Regions from separate parts of the Mus musculus genome. Here region 2 is linked to region 1. The links are chromatin contacts, called in public promoter capture Hi-C maps. All regions are on one chromosome and are shown on one strand. Each heading gives the region's core, a stretch centred on a gene start, on an enhancer-like site or on the middle of the called end of the contact. The rest is flanking DNA. Distances are from core to core; before and after follow the strand shown. Region 1 holds the start of Exog (endo/exonuclease (5'-3'), endonuclease G-like). Region 2 holds the start of Dlec1 (deleted in lung and esophageal cancer 1).

What was found. Capture Hi-C pulls out chosen DNA fragments and counts their contacts.
Region 2: a promoter capture Hi-C map of adipose tissue shows a contact between it and region 1. The contact joins the promoter of Dlec1 here to the promoter of Exog in region 1. A contact is called at or near these places in 13 of 39 promoter capture datasets (the 3T3-L1 cell line, 3T3-L1-derived adipocytes, the C10 cell line and 6 more), 2 of 15 datasets of contacts at CTCF or cohesin (embryonic stem cells and pro-B cells), 45 of 484 Hi-C or Micro-C datasets (the AML12 cell line, B cells, the Ba/F3 cell line and 30 more), 5 of 115 datasets of contacts at active chromatin or transcription factors (astrocytes, embryonic stem cells, microglia and 1 more) and 3 of 9 other capture datasets (adipose tissue, embryonic stem cells and macrophages).

Annotation. Positions count from the first base shown.
Region 1 is chr9:119,441,768-119,446,580 of GRCm38.p6, forward strand. It overlaps Exog (endo/exonuclease (5'-3'), endonuclease G-like), which reads left to right and starts at 3,193. Exons shown (of 6, transcript NM_172456.4): 1 at 3,193-3,383. The coding sequence starts at 3,221. Acvr2b (activin receptor IIB) reads left to right here. Exons shown (of 11, transcript NM_001313757.1): 11 at 1-381.
Region 2 is chr9:119,101,253-119,105,863 of GRCm38.p6, forward strand. Dlec1 (deleted in lung and esophageal cancer 1) reads left to right here and starts at 1,257. Exons shown (of 37, transcript NM_177117.5): 1 at 1,257-1,673; 2 at 4,550-4,611. The coding sequence starts at 1,263.

The DNA of each region.
Region 1 (4,813 bases), core at 1,943-4,442:
CACACACATACACACACACACACACACACACACCCCTATAATGGCCTGAAGCAGACATACCTGTAACTACAGTTGCAAACTGCAGACATTTTGGAGAGAACACTGTACCATAGCTCATTCATTGCGTGGCTCTTTGCTCCTTTTTCCTGTGGTCATTTTAGAAACGAGTGTCAAGTTTGAAATTAGATCTGCTAAGTTGGGGTTCTGCTGCTGAATTCTGCACTGGGTCCCCAAACAAACCGATGTGAATGTAGTTTTTCCCCCTGTGTGAAGGAGCAGCCACAGCCCCATCAGAATAGGAGGAAAAGTCTAGAAGTATCTCAAGGTTTATCTTTTTGTATATGAAAATAAATAATAATAAATAAAATAACCTCGTCTGTATTTTTTTTTTAATTTGTGATTATTTCTGCATGTGTGTATCTATGCCATCTATGTGTGGATGCCCAGAAAGGCCAAAACTGCTCAGAGAGGCCAAAACTTGTGATCAGATCCTCTGGAGCTGGAGTTACAGGTAGTGGAGAGCCGACATGTGGGTGCTGGGAATTGAACTTGGGTCCTCTGGAAGAGTAGCAAGTGTCCTTAACCACTGAGCCATCTCTCTAGAGCCCTGGCTGACCTGGAAACTCACTTTGTTGACCAGGCTAGCCTCGAACTCAGAAAACCGCCTGCCTCTGCCTCCCGAGTGCAGGGATTAAAGGTGTGCGCCACCATGCCCAGTGCACAGGGTGTACCCCATCGTGACAGGGAAGGAGCTCGAAGCAGCTGGCCACGTCGCTTCCACTGTCAGGAAACGGACCAATGCCTGCTGCCGTCCGGCTCCTGTTTAAAAAAATAATTTACTTTTTAAGATCTATCTTTCTTCTTGTTTTTTTTTTGTTTGTTTTTTGAGGCAAGGTTTCTCTTAGTAGCCCTAGATGTCCTGGAACTAGGCTGAGCAGGATTCTTGTGAGTGGATCGGAAACACCCTGGGATTCAGTTTTGTTTCACAGATGACCTCGGCAGCGCATGGCTAAGTGTGGGCTCAAAAAAACCACTTCTCACTTAAACAAATTAGTCACAGGTCCTGAGAGACCTTGCAGCAAGCAGCAGGCTGCTTTGCCAAGCTGTCTTCTGTACCAGGTGAGAGAAACCAGGATTATGTTATTCTTTTGAGGACCTGTGCTTTCGTTATTTCTCCGGCACCTCAGCATCAAGCACCTGCTAGAAAGCTCTTAAGTGGCTCTGGATAACAGTCCAGTTGCGCAAACATCAGCCCTTTTTGTAGACCAGGCTGGCCTTGAACTCAGAGATCCATTTGCTTCTGTCACCCAAGTGTTGGGGCTAAAGAAGTGGGCAACCACACCAGCAAATATAAGTCCATGCAGGTGTTAGGGCCCATGAATTGCCGAAGAATGATATCCTAGACTCACAGTATGCCAAAGCAAAGAACATTTATTGAACAAATTCCTTCATGCAGGGGCCCAATTCCATTGAGATGGAAGGACCCCGACTGAATTCAAAGATGCAGTTTTAAAGCCAAAAAGAGGAACATTAGGGAAGGTTGGGTGATCTATATCACGATTGGTGGGTTCTATCTCTGGGGGTCTGGGTGATGCCATGATTAGTTAGGGTCTCCATTCAAGCAAACTTCATGCCAAGGAGGGGGCAGCTCTTGATCTCCTAGCTGTAAGTTTGCCTAACGATTCTTTTGCAAGCTAGGGAGGGGTCCCTTTTATGTAAGCCTGGTTGTCCCAGTAACTGACTTGCCCAGTCTGGGAAGTAGAAACTCAGGGCTAGTCTCCTGAACTGCTGGTTTGCAGCCTGTCATGGAGTCAGCCTGGCTCAGGCCAATGCTCTTTTTATGGGAAGCTGGAGACTGCTGCCAGGTGAAGACCCATTGATCTGAGTGGGAGTCTATTAAACACGAATATTCTTCTTTTTACAAAAAATAATTTACGGTCTTCAGAGTGAGTTCCTGGACAGCCAGGGCTACACAGAGAAACCCTGTCTTAAAAAAAAAAACAAAAATAATAACAATTTACTTAATTTTATTTTATGTGCATTGGTGTGAGGGTGTCAGTCATGAGCTACCATGTGGGTGCTGGGAATTGAACCCAGACCCTTTAGAAGAGCTGACAGTGTTCTTAATCACTTAGCCATTTCTCTGGACCTTATGTTCTCCCTTTGTCAGTGGGCATTTGCCCATCAATTTTGTCTAAGACCAATTTGAGAGGTCCCATAAAGTGGCTAACATTTACAGTGTTACTTGACGGCATGCATCCCGTGTATACCACCTTAGTCCTGAGATGAATCCCTATCGTCTAAGATGATGATTTTAACTTCTTTTTTGAGACAGGGTCTTGCGATGTAGCTGAGACTCATTTGGAACTCACTATGTAGTCTAAGCTGATCTGGAGCTCAGAAATTCCTTCCTTGTCTTTGCTAGCGCTGGGGTTACAGATCGGCTCCACCAAGCCCAATTACAGTTTATTACATCGACTTATTTATGTCTGGCTGTACATACCTGTGCATGTAGGATGGCAAGCCCATGCCTGTGACGGTGAGAGGACAGCTTTCAGGAGTCAGTCCTCTTCTACCAAGTAGGTTCCAGGGACTGAATTCAAGTGTCAGTTTTGGTGGCAAGCACCCTTACTGATGAACCATCTTGCTTGTCTAGGCACAAATTAAAAGAGATAACATGGACTGACACACTGGACTAGTTTGGTAAGGATTTAACTTCTGAGCTCTGGCCCATCCAGAGTCTCTGGCTACCATTGAGTACTGTTTTCCCAGGAAACTCGATAGGTGGTACAAACACTCTGATGTGTATTTTGACTTTGAAGCAAGTGCCCCAAACAGTCCAATGGGGTACAGGTTTTGGAATCACATCGAGTTGGATCCCAGGTTAGGAGATCTTTGATGGATCATGAACAAGCATTTACTCACTATTAAATGGGACTAAAGACAATTTCTTCAGAGGACAGTACACACACACCATTAAATTGACAAGCTAGGACACTTAACCCATCCATTAACTGGCCAGGACCAGGGATGGAGGTAGGCGTGCCTCCCCTGCTGGACTCTAGGGGACGCGCGAGACCCTCAGCAGCGAAGGCCTCTGGGAGGCGGTTCGGGATGGCGCATGCGCGCCTGGTTCCGGAGCCGGCGATTGGACCATTCCGGCCTCGGAGCCCCCGCGTGCGCATGCGTGGCAGAGACAAAGTGCTGGCGCCCGCGAGTCATGGCTGCAAAGAGCTTCGCTTCCCGTCTCAGGGACTCGCGGCGATTTCTGAATGGCTTCTTGGCCGGGGCTGTAGTGGGCGCCGCGGGAGCGGGGCTGACGGCGCTGCAGTTTTTCCGGCGTCCGGACGCGGAATCCGCGAAGCTGGCGAGGCAGCCACACGGTGAGTCTGCAAGCCTAAGCCGGCTCGGTTCCCCACTGCTCCCCCAAATTCTTCACCTGGCTGCGGGCTCACACGTCACCACCCCTCCATCCTTAGCTCCACCCCGAGCTGAGACTCTGTTTGTTCTCCACCTTAGGTGCAGCACAGTGCCTGGTACAGAATTGGCCTTCAGTAAGTGTCTTAGTTTCTTTTCCTGTTGCTGTGACAACGTATACCTGACAGAAGCAACTTAAGGGAAGGGTCTGTTTTAGCTCCCCGTTCGAGGTGCACCCCATCGTGGCGGGGAAGGAGCTCGAAGCAGCTGGCCACGTCAGGAAACGGACGAATGCGTGCTGCCTTTTGGCTCCCTTTTCTCCCAGTTTATACAATGTGGCCACGTCCCTCCACTGTCAGGAAACGGACGAACGTGCTGCCTTTTGGCTCCCTTTTCTCCCAGTTTATACAGTGCGAATCCCAGTCAGGGAATGGCCCAGCCCATAATTAATCTGGGGATCCCCATATCATTTAATACAGCCAAGATTCCCCCTCTCCCCATAGGAATACCCGGAGGCCTGCTTCTCAGGTGTTTCTAGATTCTGTCAAATTGACAACATCACAACAAGAATGTTTGAAGGCGTTTCCGTAAAGAATATCTGCTACCCAGTCTTCCTAGTATGTACATCCTTAAATTTACGGGGCATCTTATCTTTAGACAGAGAAGTGAGCACAGACCCATCTCATTCCAGGACGTGCTGAACCACCCGCTTCTTTTGACACTTGCCATTGTGCCAGAGGACTGCTCTGGGGAGGCATGGGGAGGAGTCACTTGGAAGCAGCTCCGGGTTGAGTCCTCTAGGAGGAAGTGTCAGTTTCTTAGCCCCACTGCAGTGAAGGCTGCAGTCTGTCTTTCCTTGAACTGAAACACTGGGGAAGTATCAGTGAGGGACAGTGTGGGTGGGCTTGTTTGCTCTGTTTTTGCTTTGAGCCAGTACTCACTGTGACCCAGCCAGGCATGAGACATGGAGAAACAGGTGTGTGCACCCACTCTTGGAGTTAAGGTCTTTTAAAAAACGAAATGGATACTTAACCTGGCAGCTGATATATCATGTTGATGAAAAACTAAAATGATGGCCATTTTTGTCTCTATTAGTCGCAAGACGTTCCCATTCACTTTTATACTTGTAGCACTATGGTTTTCCTTTGAATTCTCCCCCCACCCCCCATACACACAGTTTGTGGTACAGACAGATTTAGAAAACTAATGTGGAAAACTAGTGAGATTGGATTCTTATTTCTTTTTGGTCCCAGGAGTGAAGCCAGGGCCCGTACCCTAGTCCATGCACAGCTCTGTCATTGAGCTGTGCTCTGCCTCGAGCCAGGTTTTATTTAATTATGTAATAGCACATGCCTGTTGATTCCACGTGTGGTCGGCAGGAGCAGGAAGAACAAAA
Region 2 (4,611 bases), core at 7-2,506, 340 kb before region 1:
AGCTGACAGCATGGTGCACATACATACATATAGGCAAAACACCCATACACATAAAAGAAAAATTAATCTTTTTATTTTTAAAAATATTTATTGTATGTATGTGAGTACACTGTCACTGTCTTCAGACACACTAGAAGATGGCATCAGATCCCATTACAGATGGTTGTGAGTCACCATGTAGTTGCTGGGAATTGAACTCAGGACCTCAGTGCTTATAACCACTGGGCCATCTCTCCAGCGCCCCCCTTTTTATTTTATTTTATTTTGCTTTTGAGAAAGGGTCTCACTAAATAATCCTGGCTGGCATGGAACTTGCTTTGTAGAGCAGGCTGGACTCACACTTAGAGATCTGCTAGCCTCTGCCCATTGAGCGCTGGGATTAAGGTGTGCGGCTCAGCCTCACACCCTCTATTGGCTGGGTTCTCTAGAGGAAAGGAACCAGAACAACAAGTGCACAGTACAGAGGAGGGCATAGAACGGCTCACCAACAGTGGCCGTCTGTACTTGCTGATTGCTTGGTACTTAATGCTGCCAGTGAAGGGCTGGAGGATTCCTGGAGAGTCACAGCCCAGGTCTCAAAAGTGACCTCCAACCCAGCCTGAGAGCTTCAGAGTGAGACGCTGTGTCAAAGTAAAAGCAAAAACAAGGGATTGTTTAAAACAAAACCAACCAAACAACAATATATGTGAAGAACAGTCTGAGCAAATTAAAATAGGGATGGCGGCACTTGGGTAGTAAGAAACACGGCTTTGTATGCAGTCAGACCAGCACAACAGTGAATCTTTTTTTCCATCAAACTTCATAATAAGCCCGTCTCTGAAAAGGGTGATGCTGGGGCTGAAGAAATGGCTCAGCCATTAAGAACCAGGGGACCAGCGGGTTAGTTCCCAGAACCCATGTCAGGTGGCTTACAATTGCCTAGCAGCTCCCAGAGATCCGACCCCCTCTTCTGGCCTCCACGGGCAACGGCACATATATACACACAGAGAGACACACAAAATAAAAATAAAGTTTTACAAAGAAAATATAGAAGAGACGCTAGTTCTCACAGTGACGTTCGCCTATGTCCAGCCCTCGGGAGGCTAAGGAGGAGGCGGGGGTGGAATGGTGAGTCTGAGCTAAGCTAGATTACCTAGCTGGACGTTAGGAATGCAAACTTTTAGATGACGACAGTGGTGACGCTCTTCTAAAGGAAAAGCTAGACGGAAGAGGCGGAGCCGGAAGAAGAAGTGGGACCCGGAGTCTGCAGCGTCTCTGTTGCCATGGATTCCGAGAGCAAGGAAGAGCAGCAATGCACAGCTTCCTCGGCCGTTATGTCGTCCTTGGAGACCCAGTTTTTGTCTGTCCCACACCAGCTCGAGTCCGCCAGTCTCAGCTGGTCCATCAGGAAGTCCTTGCATTCCTCGACCGTCTTAATGGATGATTGCCATTTCGGCTTCCCTACGCGGTCCCTCCGCGCCGGGTTCCACGCGCTCCCTCCACTCCCGGAGCCGCAGACGCTGCGTCTACGCCCCGCCTCGTTGCGCACGCAGGAAATCTCACATCTGCTTGCCCGAGTCTTCCGAAACTTGTACACCGCCCAGGTGATCGGAGATGACTTGAGCGACAGTTTGATCAAGGCCCGCGGCAGTGAGGATGCGCGCCACGAAGAGTTCCTTGACCAGCTGCAGCAGGTATAGTGGGTGCATCCCGGTTTACGGTCCGGATGCAGCCGCGCCAAAGTGAAGAACCCTATCCAAACTTGATACATACGCATATAAATGACATCTCCAGCGCCTTTCTCTGCGCACAAGCACATTATATGTTGCAAATATAAACGAAACAACTGGTGCAGACAGATCCAATCATGGTTAGGCATTTTTGCCCACATTTCTGGGTCAGCAGCGTGGTTTCCTCTTTTGCACTGGGGTCAAGTGTAATGATCCTGCCTCTTTGTGACCTGCGGTCGAAGACTCCCTTCCCAACTCTCCCCTGTATCTGCCCGTCGGATCTTTCCTTATTCTTTGTCACGCCTTTCTGTCCTTTACTCTCTCTTTAAACGACATAACCTAGCATCATTCATTCCTTTCTAACACATGACTACTGTGTGCCATGCTCAATGCTAGGCAGTGAGGATTCAGTAGCCATGAATACTTCGGGAGTGGGGTACACCTCAGTGTTGAGTGCTTGCCTGGCAAGGGTAACACAAAACCCTCAACCTCCACCAAGGCAAAACAAACAAAACTGTGAAAAAGAAAATATAGGAGTTGGTAAGATGGCTCAGCAGGTAAAAATGCTTGCTGGTAAGCTATGCTTCCCACCCCCACCCCACACACAAAGTGTTAAGCCCTTCTCCTCGGTGGCAGGATATTGGCAGACCCTGTCTTGGGCAGGTAATCATGGCAGAATGAGATCAAGCTCGCAGTAAGCAAATTGTTTCCAGAAAACACCGTTCCACCTTACTCCACCTTTCCTCGGGCTTTCCCCCACCTAATGTTCCCTGAGCCTCAGAGGGAGGAATGCAGGACTCCCACTGATGCCTCAGGACTCAGTGGCACCTTATTTTCAGTCTTTTGATGGTTATGGATCTCAATTGTTGTGAAACGGGGCTTCTCTACCCACAGAAATTGTTGAAAGCACCAGGCTCTCTTGCTCAGAGCGCCACACAGCCTCACTGGCTGTTGGTCTTTCGCAGTTCTGTCTACAGAAACACTGCACGGTCTGATGATTAAGCTCAAAACCCCGTACTGGGGCTTGAACCCTGCCTCCGTTACATGGCATTTGTATGACTTGGGGGATCAAGGGACTTACTTCAGTGAAGAGCCATTAACTGATGGCTTTGGGTGGGGTCCCGACTCTCACACCCAAGTATTAGGATCAGGGCGTCCTGGAAAGTCCAAGGTACAGCCCGCTGGACTTACTCACAGTACTTGATGTTCAAGGCTTGTCCCAGTTCTGCTTTCTCAGAGGAGGTTTTCTGTCTACAAGAAGACTCGGCCACCACCTCCTTTCTTCCACTGTATACCCATTCATCTACTTTAAAGAATGGCTAGGGCTGAAGAGGTGGCTCTTTGGGTCAAGGCATTGCTGCTGAGCCCAATGACCAGAGTTTTATCTACCCTGGACCCACAGGACAGGAGAGAATGGACTTCTGTGAGTTGTCCTCTGACATGCATAAGCTCGCCATAGCATGCATGCCCCCAAATAGATAAACAAATGGAAAACAATAAGAGTGACTAAAGTCTGAGGCCTAGCAAAACACCGAGGAGCGTTCGCTCCGTGCGCTACCGTCTTAGTAGCCCCAGCCCTGTGAATACTTAGCTTCCAGTACGAGAATAGATGCTAGGAGCATGGCTGACTGGCTTGTCAATCTAAGCATTCTTGAAGTTGAAGCAAAGGCTGGGGCAGCCAGGTTGGACCTCTTGATGCCAACATGGCAGAGTTTGGGGGTGCGAGGTTTGCAAGGGTTAAAAAAAAAAAGAAAGCAGGATTGAGTCACAGAAGGTGAAGGAGGTGACACAGGGACCCAGTGACTTGGAAAGTTCTGTAGGTTGGGGCCTGGAGAGTGGGTTCAGTGAGTTTGTGACCCAAGTTCAGGGCCTAGCACACATATTAAAAGTGGGCATGGCGGATGCCTGCCTGTAACACAACGTTGTCTAAGGTGGAGGTAGGGGACTACTGGGAGGGCTGGCCATCAAGCCTACTCCCAAGTTCAGCGAGAGACCCTGTCTCAAGAGAATAAGGTGAAGGGCGATAAAACAGAGCCCCTAATACTCTCCTCCAGTCTCTGCATGTGCATGTACGCGCGCATACATTTAAAACAGACACACAACATTTAAAACTATTTTTCATTTGTGTGTATGTATGTGTGTCTCTCTGTGTGTTTAAACATGTGTGTGGAGGCCAGAAGACAATTTTCAATTCCCTTGGGCCTGTAGGTACAAGCAGTTGTGAGCTGGCTGGCATGGGTACTAGGAACCGAACACGGTCCTCTGGAAGACCAACACAAGTACTGTTAAGAGCAGAGTCATCTTTACAGCCTTCTCAAAAAATAAAAAAATAAGATAAAAGCAGTGCATTTCTCTGGGTAGCACATCACCCAACTACATTTCTCTTTGACCCATGGTTTCATGTACACTGATGTGGATTCTACAAAAGAGGATGCCATCTTGGTGAGCCCTTCCCGACAGCTTGAATAGAGGCTGCCAGCTGGAGGCTGCCCACTGGCTATGTTTAATGGACTTAGACCGGGCCTTGCCTGAATCAAGATCTGGGTAGCCTTACTCTGTTGTACCCAAATGGGTTTGCATTTCCCAGTGTGGGCAGCAGCTCTCTTGACTGTGTAACCGAGAGGGAGAGGACCGAGCTTGGCTCTTACTGAGCACACTTGTGGGACTGCCAGTCCCTTCCCGTGACCTCAGAGTTCAGTCTGGTGGGTTGGACCAGAGGGTTTTGATAGTTGTGTAGCTAGCTGTGCTTGGCTGAAAGCCCTGATGTGGAGAGGCACAGGGTAGAGACAAAATGTAGGATCTTGTCAGATTTCCATGCATTTTTGAATGCCCATTCGCAGGCGCGAGCCATCTATAAACAGCGTCTGGATGAAGCCGCCATGTTGGAGAGACATATCATGCA